Regions from separate parts of the Mus musculus genome. Here regions 2 and 3 are each linked to region 1. A link is a contact called in public Hi-C data. All regions are on one chromosome and are shown on one strand. Each heading gives the region's core, a stretch centred on a gene start, on an enhancer-like site or on the middle of the called end of the contact. The rest is flanking DNA. Distances are from core to core; before and after follow the strand shown. Region 1 overlaps Tmeff2 (transmembrane protein with EGF-like and two follistatin-like domains 2). Region 2 overlaps 9330175M20Rik (RIKEN cDNA 9330175M20 gene). Region 3 holds the start of Cavin2 (caveolae associated 2).

Region 1 (3,199 bases), core at 472-2,971:
TTGCCCAGAAAGTAAGGTTTAATTCCTGAGCCACTGTCCCCATCCCGCCAGCATTCCTATGAACAGCATTTCATGCATATGTTTCTAAGTCTCTTGAACTTCACAGTAGAAGTTTTACTGTCACGAAGTAAAATATTGTGGCTGATGGTGTTTTACTTTTATTCTCAAATTTGGAGATGTGTTAATATATTTTGGATATGAACATTTGCCCAGCTACGTCTTATAATTTTTTCCTTCCTTAAATGTGAGCAGAAGTGTTTATTTAGATGAAACCAAGGTTTTCCTTTCATGACTTTTATTTTTATGTCACGTTTAGAAAGACTTCTACTCAAAGGTTTTACCTCTCTGCTTTTATAAATGTTAAGGTTTAGTTTTAAGCTCAGGTTTTTGATCGACCTCAAATTGAATTTCGTGTTTCATGTGAAGACTGAGAATCTTTCTCCCCCAAGTGTGATTTTCTCTTGATCTGTAAGTGTGACAAGATGCATTAATTTTCACATGTTAAACTAACCTTACACTCTTGGGAAAAATGAAGCCTGATTTAGTATATTGACTTCTTAATATGTTACTGGACTATGTTCAGCATTTCCGTACTTGTTATGCTTTGTTGTAACTTTAATTTTCTTTTCTAGTGTTCTGCATACTTCGTTTAGGAGTATACAGAGTCTACACTGAAAAGAGACAGAAGTGTAGGAAGAGGATGCCTTGTCCACTGCTTGTTATTATCCAGTATAGATGTACTAGAATGACTTCTATCATAAATTTGACTTTTTTTTTGCATGATGGAACATAATTCTCTCATTTTAGTGAGTTCTGCTTTTACTTTTATTCTTTCCTTTGTGCTACATTCTTAGGATGTAGTTCATTATGTTTCAAATTCATTAACACCTTATTTTCTAATAGAGGTACTATAGGCTAATCTCCAAACACAAGTTGCATTAACTGTTCCCTACACATCCTGACATCTCTGTATTTCCCTTGAAATATCCATTTTTATGCATCCTTTGAAGTTTCTTCTGTAACCCATGGATTACTTACTATTTTGTTTCTGATTCCAATATTTAAGCATCTTTAAAGGTTTATTGTTTTACTTTTTGGTTTATTAATTCAATTCAATACTTTATTTTGTCATGAATAGAAACATTATTTAATATTTTCAAATTTATTAAATATTGTTTTACAGTTCAAGACAAGGTCTATGTAGCACCTTGGGAATTACAACTTGCTTCTTCGAAAATGTATGTAGCTCTTGTGGGGAATAATTTCTTACTGATGTTAAGTAGCTCATGACTGATAGTGTTACTCAGCGTCTGTATAAATGTGGTGGTTTTGGTTTCTATGGTATCTGCTAGTGAGAAGAACACAGAAATCCATATTGGTGACTGTAAGGTTGCTTCTTGTTCTTTGTGTTTTGACTAATCTTCTGAAATGTCTCTGGAATGTAGTAAGACTCTCCAATCATGAGTCACCTGACTTTTCTATTCCTATCACCTGATTTCTTTTGCTTTGTTTCAAATTTAGTATACCTAATCTCTTTCTTTCAGTTTGTTTAAGAGTCTCTCTTTAAGAATTGATTTTAATTTTTCATAAAAATTATTAAAAGGCATTTCTTGTAAACAACATATATTTGAGTCATTAAAAAAACCCCAGTTTGCGTAATTTTGTGTAAACACGAGTGTCCAGTCACTCATTCCACCTTAATGACTAGTATACAAACACTAGGTTTCAAAGCATGCTTGTGTTTGGTTCATATTTTCCATCATGACATTTTGTCCCTCTTTTCCATGTTGTGCTTTAATATTTGTTTATTTATTTTTGATGAATTAATAATTTTATAAACTTTGTTTTATTTTATCTCATCTAATGATTCTTGGGATGGAAGCTGCATTCCTTTATGTTATTACTTTGGTAGTTGCTCTGAAATAACAATATGGATCTTTAATAATTATGTTATCACCTTGTTTTAGCAATCATTGAGAGTACACTTCTAATGATTCTCTCCTAAGCTTTACACTGTTATGATCATATTTCTTTGTACCCTCATGATAAAAATTATGAACATATGGAAATTTACTTTAACGGCCATCCTGCTCTTTTCTGTTAGTTTAACTAGCAAAATGACAAATAATTCATTACTAATGCTCTGTCGATCATTCATAAATGGTTGACTTTTGACCTAGGTGTGCCCTAACTCTTAAAGATATGCCTGGAGTACACATTCTTCATGGAAAACACTCCTGGAAAAAATCATTTCCAGAGCAGTTTGCATCATTTGTATCCATTATTTCTTTCTTATTTCAGAATGAAAGAATTATATGCCTCATGTCATGGCTGTCTGACCTATATTTCTATGATGCCACACTTTGCATTCTGACATGAGCTGGCATTGAAATGTGAGAGCAACAGAGAACACACTGGCTTGAAGCTGTGAGAAAGCCATCATGTGCACTTGTACATTCTTGCTTTTTCTGTTTATATAAAGGACACATGATAAAATATGTGCTGTTCTTTCAGCCAGCTCCAGTATGAGAAGATGTATGGGCCAGGGCCACAGCTGACCACAGCAATGAAGGAAGAAATATGCCATAGACACTGCAAGCTTCTGAGATTCTGAAGTCATTTGTAACTGTAGCTTTACCTATGGAAAACAGACTAATAAATCACTGGCCGGTGTTATTAATAAATTCCAAAGTCACAAGCATTCTCACGCCTCAGATTCTGCTTGTTTTCCTTATCTACATAACACTTGGCCTACTTGCCTCCCTCGTAGCATGTATTTGTATCTTTCATCGTCTCCCTTTATTGCCAGCATATGCTCTACAATGGTTACACCATGTTTGCTCTGTTGCACTTTGATTTTCTTCCCAGATGATACTAACTTTGCCAGTCATTGTACAGCTTCCATTTTCTCTCCATGAAGCTTTAGGTCAGCATTTTGTTCTACATATAAGATGTGTTGTTTACATTAAGCATAGCATCAACATTAAAAATAACAGAAACATAGGCAAGTAAAAATATTCTGTGCATTGAGTGTCAAATGATCCTTTTAATTATCAGATAGTATAAAAAAAGATTTTGAGGTTGAAAATGTGACCCACAGGTCCAGTTTCAAGCCCACTCCAACTATTATGAACCTGGGGAAATATCGAATATTAGTTGTATTCTATGCAAACTCTAATATGATTAGTTTTGAACAATT
Region 2 (3,187 bases), core at 514-3,013, 200 kb before region 1:
CAGGAGAAACTATTCAAAGAAATGGGAGGTGTTCAAGCCTAAAATGGTCAATTATTATTATTGTGTTTTAGAAGGAGGTCATAGCCATAATTCAAGTGTTTGAGAAGTTGCCAAATATGAATGCAGTTTATTTCTACAGTTTCAAAGGTAAACAGATTTTCACTCTATATAAAGCAGATTGTTCTGCTAGAAACAGCTATGTCATGACAAAACATATGTACACAAGAAACACACAAACAAGCTAACAAAACAACAACAACAAGAAACAAGCTCCTGTAGATTTAGAGACCTCCTGCACAGTCTGTATACTCTTTCCTTTCCCCATTTCTAACCTGGGAATCAACTCTGAGGCCAAAGGCATGATAGATAAGTGTTCTACTATCAACTATACTCCCAGCCTCTGTAATTTTGTGAATTAAAAATTTCTTGCTTAACTAGGCATGGTGACATACCTCTTTAATCACAGTACTCAGGAAGCAGAAGCAGACAGGTCTCTGAGTTTGGGCCAGCCTGATCTACAGAGCACGTTCCAGTACAGCCAGGGATACACAGAGCAAACCTGCACTGAAAAAACAAAATAACTTTTTGCTCAATTTTCATTTTGACAGAGAATTGACAAAAGGCTTGGGGGAAATCTCTTTTTCCATGAGCATACTAAGGTATCCTGCCTTCTTAATAATGGTGGCCTTACTGTGTTTAGGGCCACAGTCTTAAATGGAGGAAAGCTCACAACAGCAGCTAAGCATCCTGCTCCTTATCATAGCCTGTACAACTGTTGAAGGTCTGGCTGAGGTTGGATATTACTCTGCTTGCTTAAGAGCTAATCTCTCAGTTTTCCTGCCATGAATGGAATGCTATTTCCTCTGATAACAATGTTCTGCTTTCTCTTGGGAACCACACCTCTCTCCTGCCAGTCCTCTTGTCAAGGATCCTAGTCTTTGTCAGGCACGCTGGAGTGGGAACGCACTAAGGCTTGGTCAGTCCCCTCAGTCTTGGAATCTGAGTGTTGAGTGTTATCCTAGAAGTACAGAGCAAGGGTGGGGGCTGTTTCTCTATACCCCTGGGAAGCAAATGCTGTTTAGTCCATGTTTCCTAGACTCGCCTGCAGATGGCAACTTGATGGCGTGTGTTGTATATGTCTGTTGCATAGCATATTGTTTGATTGTTAGGAGTTTGTATCAAGATCTAGAATGTGTGATCTTGCATGTTTTGAGAGAGAAGAGAGAATGATATGCATGCAGTATGTACAATCAAGTATTTTTTTTTTGGAGAGTTTTCCAGGGGCTTGTTTTACTAAGAGGCCCAAGGGTGTGAGAATTCCTGTTTCCTGAAGTGTTGGGAAGTGAAGGTCAAAAACTGGCCGTGCTTCAAGTTCTGAGACAATACCATACAATTTCAAAGCTGCTGTTTGTGTGTGCGTGCAAATGTGTGTGTACAGAACCCAGGAAGAAAGGCAGTCTCTAAAAATTTGCTTTGAAAAATGCCAAAACTCTGAGCTGCATGTTTGAGATCTCTCTGTTTTGATGAAACCTGTCTCTTTGGTAAACACAAGGCACAGTAGGGCCTGCGTCCTCCTGCCCTGCAATTGAACTTTTGTTCAAATCAGCAACTTCCCTCACCTTGGCTGTTGAACTGCCCTTTGTGGTAACACTCACAAGTGAACTGGCAAGAAACCATGGAAAGAAAGGGTGTGCTGGAGTGGATTGCATTTTTCCTGAACACGCTGAAATATCAGGATGTATGGACTATGAGTCAGCACTTTCTGTTGGAAACTTTCATGACCTTTACAGAGTAGGCCAAATTCCTCCCAAGCTGTGCTTCTTCACACCCCAGTGCATGACAGCAAAGGGGCAAATCCGAGGGAGGCACCAGCAGATTCCTGTTTTTTTCTTGCAATCTGTTCCTTGTTATTGTCTTTTTTTTTTTTTTTAATTTTTTTTTCAACACACTTTGCTTCCCAGGATAGCACTAATAGAAGATGTGAGAGAGACTAGCATCATGTTTGAACGCAGAGCACTGTTAGAGTCAGGACAATAGGAGATGGAACCGGGTTTTGTCAAGGATTTAGATGTGTGTCTAGGGAAGAAGGCCACATTCAAAATTGTGACCCCTAGGCATTTCACAAGCTGGAATTTGATGAGCTACACCAGAGAACCAGGGAAAAAATATAGTAGTGATTTGACTGGGGGGCACTTTTTAGAGGGCCAAAGAGGCCATGCAGAATCTCTGTAGGTGCCATGATTTTGAACAATGTCAGAGAAGATTTTTAACTCTTAGGAAAAACTTTATTTTGCATAAACTACACTCCTGCTCCTTGTCCTCTTCCTCCTCTTCCTCCTCCACCACCACCTCCTATTCTTCATATTTGTGTGTGTGTGTGTGTGTGTGTGTGTGTGTGTGTGTGTGTGTGTGTATGTATGTATGTGTATTAGGATAAAGGACAACTTTGTGATGTCATTTCTGCCCTTCCATATTTATATGGGTTCCAGAGATCTCACTCAGAATCACGAGGTTTGTGTGGCAAACACTCTACGCTCTTCAACACACATGGTTTAAGCAGTGTGAAGTAAGGAGGAAGAGGGGAAAACTTCCTAGAACGAAACTTTGAGTTGAAGTGCTTAGTTTTTGGAAAGTTTGGATAGCCAGACCTGATGGTATGTGCTATTTAATCACAGACCTCTGGTCAAGGAGGCCTAAATGTTCAGTTTGGGTAAGATTTGGAATTTGTTTGCACTGAGAAGTTGTATCTTTGAAGGGAGCAGAAAGAAGTCTCTGTAGTCAGGTGCATGGACTTTAGTGGACAGGCTTGCTAACATGGACTCTTGCCTTTTGGAGACCTTTGAAAACATTTCTCTGAGGCTTTTTCTTATCCATCTTTGGTTCTCAGTGGTGTCCTAGACATTTGAAGCTATCAGAGAAGTGGCCCTTAGGTAAGTAAAGAGTCACTGGGGCTGCTGTTCTTCAAAGGTTAGAAAACAAATCGAATATATCTATTGCCCAGTTGGGAGTTGTGGTCAGCTGCTTAGCTAGTTGAGCAAGGTACTTGAAGTCAATAGCATGAGCTCCATCTCCAAACTAAGTTTTTACGTGACTACAAGTGGCTTGTTAACATAAGGAGGAAGAGGGGACAGGTCCTAAAAGACATTGCATTCTGGGACAGAGGGAGTGTGCAGCATTGGGTGTAACA
Region 3 (3,009 bases), core at 111-2,610, 220 kb before region 1:
CATGTCTGTAAGGAGCTATACTTTGCTTCCCACATTTATTGGCATCATTTTCTAGAGACAAACTAGAGATTGCTTTGACAAAAGATGACTTCAAGAACAAGACTAGTTCAACTTTCCATTCTGGTAATTTCCCAAACACCAGGGGCCCTTGGAAAAAGGATGGTTTAAAGGTTGTGTGTGTCTTGGTCAGAGCAAAAGAAAACAAATCCTTCACACAGTTACCTCACTTCCACTAAGAGTTAATAAACAGCCACTGGATTAATTTGCCCTGTCCAGCTAACAGCTGCAATCGCAGCCGCAAGTTCCTAATGAAAAGAGACAAATGAATTTGACTAGAGTGGGTGCCCGCACCTGCTCAGTTTCTCACCCTTAACCAAGTGCATCTAGGTGTTCACTGACAAATGTCCCCAGCTTGCCAGGCACACAGGCATTGCCTGAAGGATGGGGGAGATTCCAATCCTTATGGCCACATTTCACAGTTGCCTGCAGCAGGCAGCTAGAAGACAAAGCTTTGTGTGTGAGAGAGAAGCTTGACTGGCAGGGCAGATGGGAAGATGGCCTTGAAAGCTCGGAGGACTGAGCTCAAGTAGGTGGAGGGGTATGCTGGGGACACTGACCTGGAAGATGAGCACTTTGAAGTGGTTGCGTCGGAGGAGTTGGGCGTGGTTGTTCTCCAGTCTCTTCACCTGGACACACTGCCTCTCGAGGCGCTCCCGGACAGCCCGCGTGTGAGCGCTGACCTTGCGAGACTTCTCTAGCAGCTTGCTCACTGTGTTGCTGGTGGAGGCCTGGTACTTGGAGAGCTTGGTGAGGTCGTTCTGGATGCCCTTCACCGAGCCCTCCAGGTTGATCTGACGCTGTTCCATGTTGTGCTGGTTCTCCCTCACGGCGTCCAGCATGTTGACCAATTTATCCAGGAGTGTGTGCACGGTGACAGCATTCACCTGCGAGTTGTCTCGGATGGCCTCCTCTGTGGACCCCAGGTTCAGGCTGGGGCTCGGTGTGGAGGAAGGCATTGGGCTGGGGCTGGATGGCTTCTCCTGGAGCATGTCTGTGTTTGGATGCTGGAACTTTTCTGCCTGTGCAGCGTCCTCTCCCATGGCTGGGCAGCTAGAAACTTACTTCCCCGCTGGAAACTTCTTGCTCAAGCTAGAAGCACAGGAGGCTGGTTGGTCTGAAGTGAGCACTGCTCTCTAGGGCTAGCAGAGGTTTTGAATAACTGGCTAAGCTGATCAGGGGAACTGCATTCCAGTTGCTCTTAAAGGACCTGCTCCACCCAGTGGAAGGCAAAGGTTACAGGACCCACTCAGGGTTCAGTGACAAGCACACACTTCCTAGCCACACTCCGCACAAGCCCGAGTTCTTTTCTGCAGTGGCTTTTCTTTCCTACACCCCTTCCCTTAAAAAAAAAAAAAGTTCAATGCCATATTTCAATCATGAGTTCATTTAGAGGCGGAGAGAAACATGTTAACTTGGCAGAGCTCCCCAGCCTCTGATTGGCTAAATCTAGTAAACTTTTCTCTGGCTGCTATGTTACAGAGCGCCTGTTTTTTTTCCTGGATACAAGTTATTGTAACAGAAAGGAATTGTTTGCTCTTGCCCCAGAGCTGACTGATAGGTTGCAGAACACCGAGTGCCCTTTAGGGGAGGCGCCGAGTTGAAAGGGTCTGTGACGCCAGGGCCAGGTTCGTGCTATTAGTTTCTCATTTGCAAAGCACAGGAGATTATTCTGAAACTGACAAGGAACTCAGCTTGGTGTCCTGTCCTCTTGCAAGATGGCATGCAATCCAACTTGAAAGAGCTTAGACTCAGGGATGTCAAAGCAAGTGGTGTTGCATACTGTGAACTGTTCTGTAAGAGATGGAAATCTCTTAAATGAATGCTTTCTTAGAAGATGGAAGGCAGAGACCCTCTCCTCAAGTAGTCCCTTTGGAGAAAAAAAAGTGCTGGTTTGTTTCCAGTAATTCTGAATTCATGCAGAGCATTTCTCAGTCCCCATCTTTGCGAGGCATTTATTGACACAGGTCCAGAAGTGTGACTGCAAGCCAGGTTGAGTTGGAGTGGTTCTAACGCTTGACATTTCCAGGTTCTTGCTCAGTGAAGTGGCACACCTGTTCTCACATGTGGCCCTCCTTAGCCGGGCCCTTGGGATGTGGGACTCACTTCCTAAAATGACTTTACATGCTTGAATTGGTCTTAAATGTATCCAGATTGTGAAAGTGCTTTTGGCTGAAGGTTTGTGACAGGCATGCCATGAAGGATTTCAAGAACAAATGTCAGCTAGTACTGGGTCAGGAACTGATCGTGGGACATTGCCTTAACGGCAATACCTCTGTGTATGCCGAAGAAACAGTAGATCTTATGGTGGTATATTCATTGGTTGCCTTACACTTAGTCATATGTAACATTCACAGAGCATGTGCCAGGTCCCTCACTGAGTACCTGCTCATTAGGAAGATGCATTAAAGACATTATAGAGGCTCCCAGTTTCCTCAGATAATTGGTAGATAACACTTAAAGTGAGACCTTTAGGAACCAAGATTACAAAATGCCAAAAGAAGATTTGATTGCTTGTACCTTTTAAGAATTTTTTTAAAAAGTTTCTCAAACAAACAACTTATATTTTGTGTATTTTAGTTGGACACTGATGTGTTAAATATTAAAAGCAAAAACCATGAATCTGGTGTTGATTTTCAGAAGCTTAATTTTCTAACAAAATTATACGATATAATGATAGCACATCTTTTTTACATTTGACGTTTGTGGGCAAATCAGAGAGTGTCATTATTTCAAAAATATCGGAGGACTTTATCAGCTTTTCAAGGGCCTCTCCTCCATGGCGACATCCCAGTCATTGCCGATGAAGCTCTTATCCTGCTGTCACTCACAGAGATTTCTCCTCCCAAATGTTAACTATTACAGCTGCAGATTCTCATCTGTTATAGGAGCTGCCCATGGCTCAAGGGCTCCTCTGACATTACCTTCATCAATTTTTATGATTCCACATTG

Evidence for each region. A called contact is a pair of places that touch in the nucleus more often than the background predicts.
Region 2: a Hi-C map of pancreatic cancer cells shows a contact between it and region 1, with 4 times the contacts expected there. The contact joins two enhancer-like sites. A contact is called at or near these places in 1 of 15 datasets of contacts at CTCF or cohesin (the NIH/3T3 cell line), 3 of 484 Hi-C or Micro-C datasets (cortical neurons, nephron progenitors and pancreatic cancer cells) and 1 of 9 other capture datasets (embryonic stem cells).
Region 3: a contact with region 1 is called in a Hi-C map of pancreatic cancer cells, with 2.6 times the contacts expected there. The contact joins the promoter of Cavin2 here to the enhancer-like site in region 1. A contact is called at or near these places in 3 of 39 promoter capture datasets (embryonic stem cells, epiblast stem cells and neural stem cells), 1 of 15 datasets of contacts at CTCF or cohesin (the NIH/3T3 cell line), 3 of 484 Hi-C or Micro-C datasets (adipose-derived mesenchymal stem cells, embryonic fibroblasts and pancreatic cancer cells), 1 of 115 datasets of contacts at active chromatin or transcription factors (the NIH/3T3 cell line) and 2 of 9 other capture datasets (adipose tissue and liver).

The regions. Positions count from the first base shown.
Region 1 is chr1:51,064,018-51,067,216 of GRCm38.p6, reverse strand. The region is part of intron 4 of Tmeff2 (transmembrane protein with EGF-like and two follistatin-like domains 2); the gene reads right to left. Among named protein-coding and RNA genes, the nearest start is that of Tmeff2, 140 kb to the right of the region's middle. Within about 2 kb of position 1,721, at least 22 of the 459 cell types and tissues checked have an H3K27ac peak or open chromatin away from gene starts, as enhancers often do. A contact at or near this core is called in the NIH/3T3 cell line, adipose-derived mesenchymal stem cells, embryonic fibroblasts and 1 more, where this site is marked.
Region 2 is chr1:51,263,812-51,266,998 of GRCm38.p6, reverse strand. All of the region lies in intron 2 of 9330175M20Rik (RIKEN cDNA 9330175M20 gene), which reads left to right. Among named protein-coding and RNA genes, the nearest start is that of Cavin2, 24 kb to the left of the region's middle. Within about 2 kb of position 1,763, at least 67 of the 459 cell types and tissues checked have an H3K27ac peak or open chromatin away from gene starts, as enhancers often do. A contact at or near this core is called in the NIH/3T3 cell line and pancreatic cancer cells, where this site is marked.
Region 3 is chr1:51,287,477-51,290,485 of GRCm38.p6, reverse strand. It overlaps Cavin2 (caveolae associated 2), which reads right to left and starts at 1,360. Exons shown (of 2, transcript NM_138741.1): 1 at 618-1,360. The coding sequence starts at 1,100. All of the region lies in intron 2 of 9330175M20Rik (RIKEN cDNA 9330175M20 gene), which reads left to right.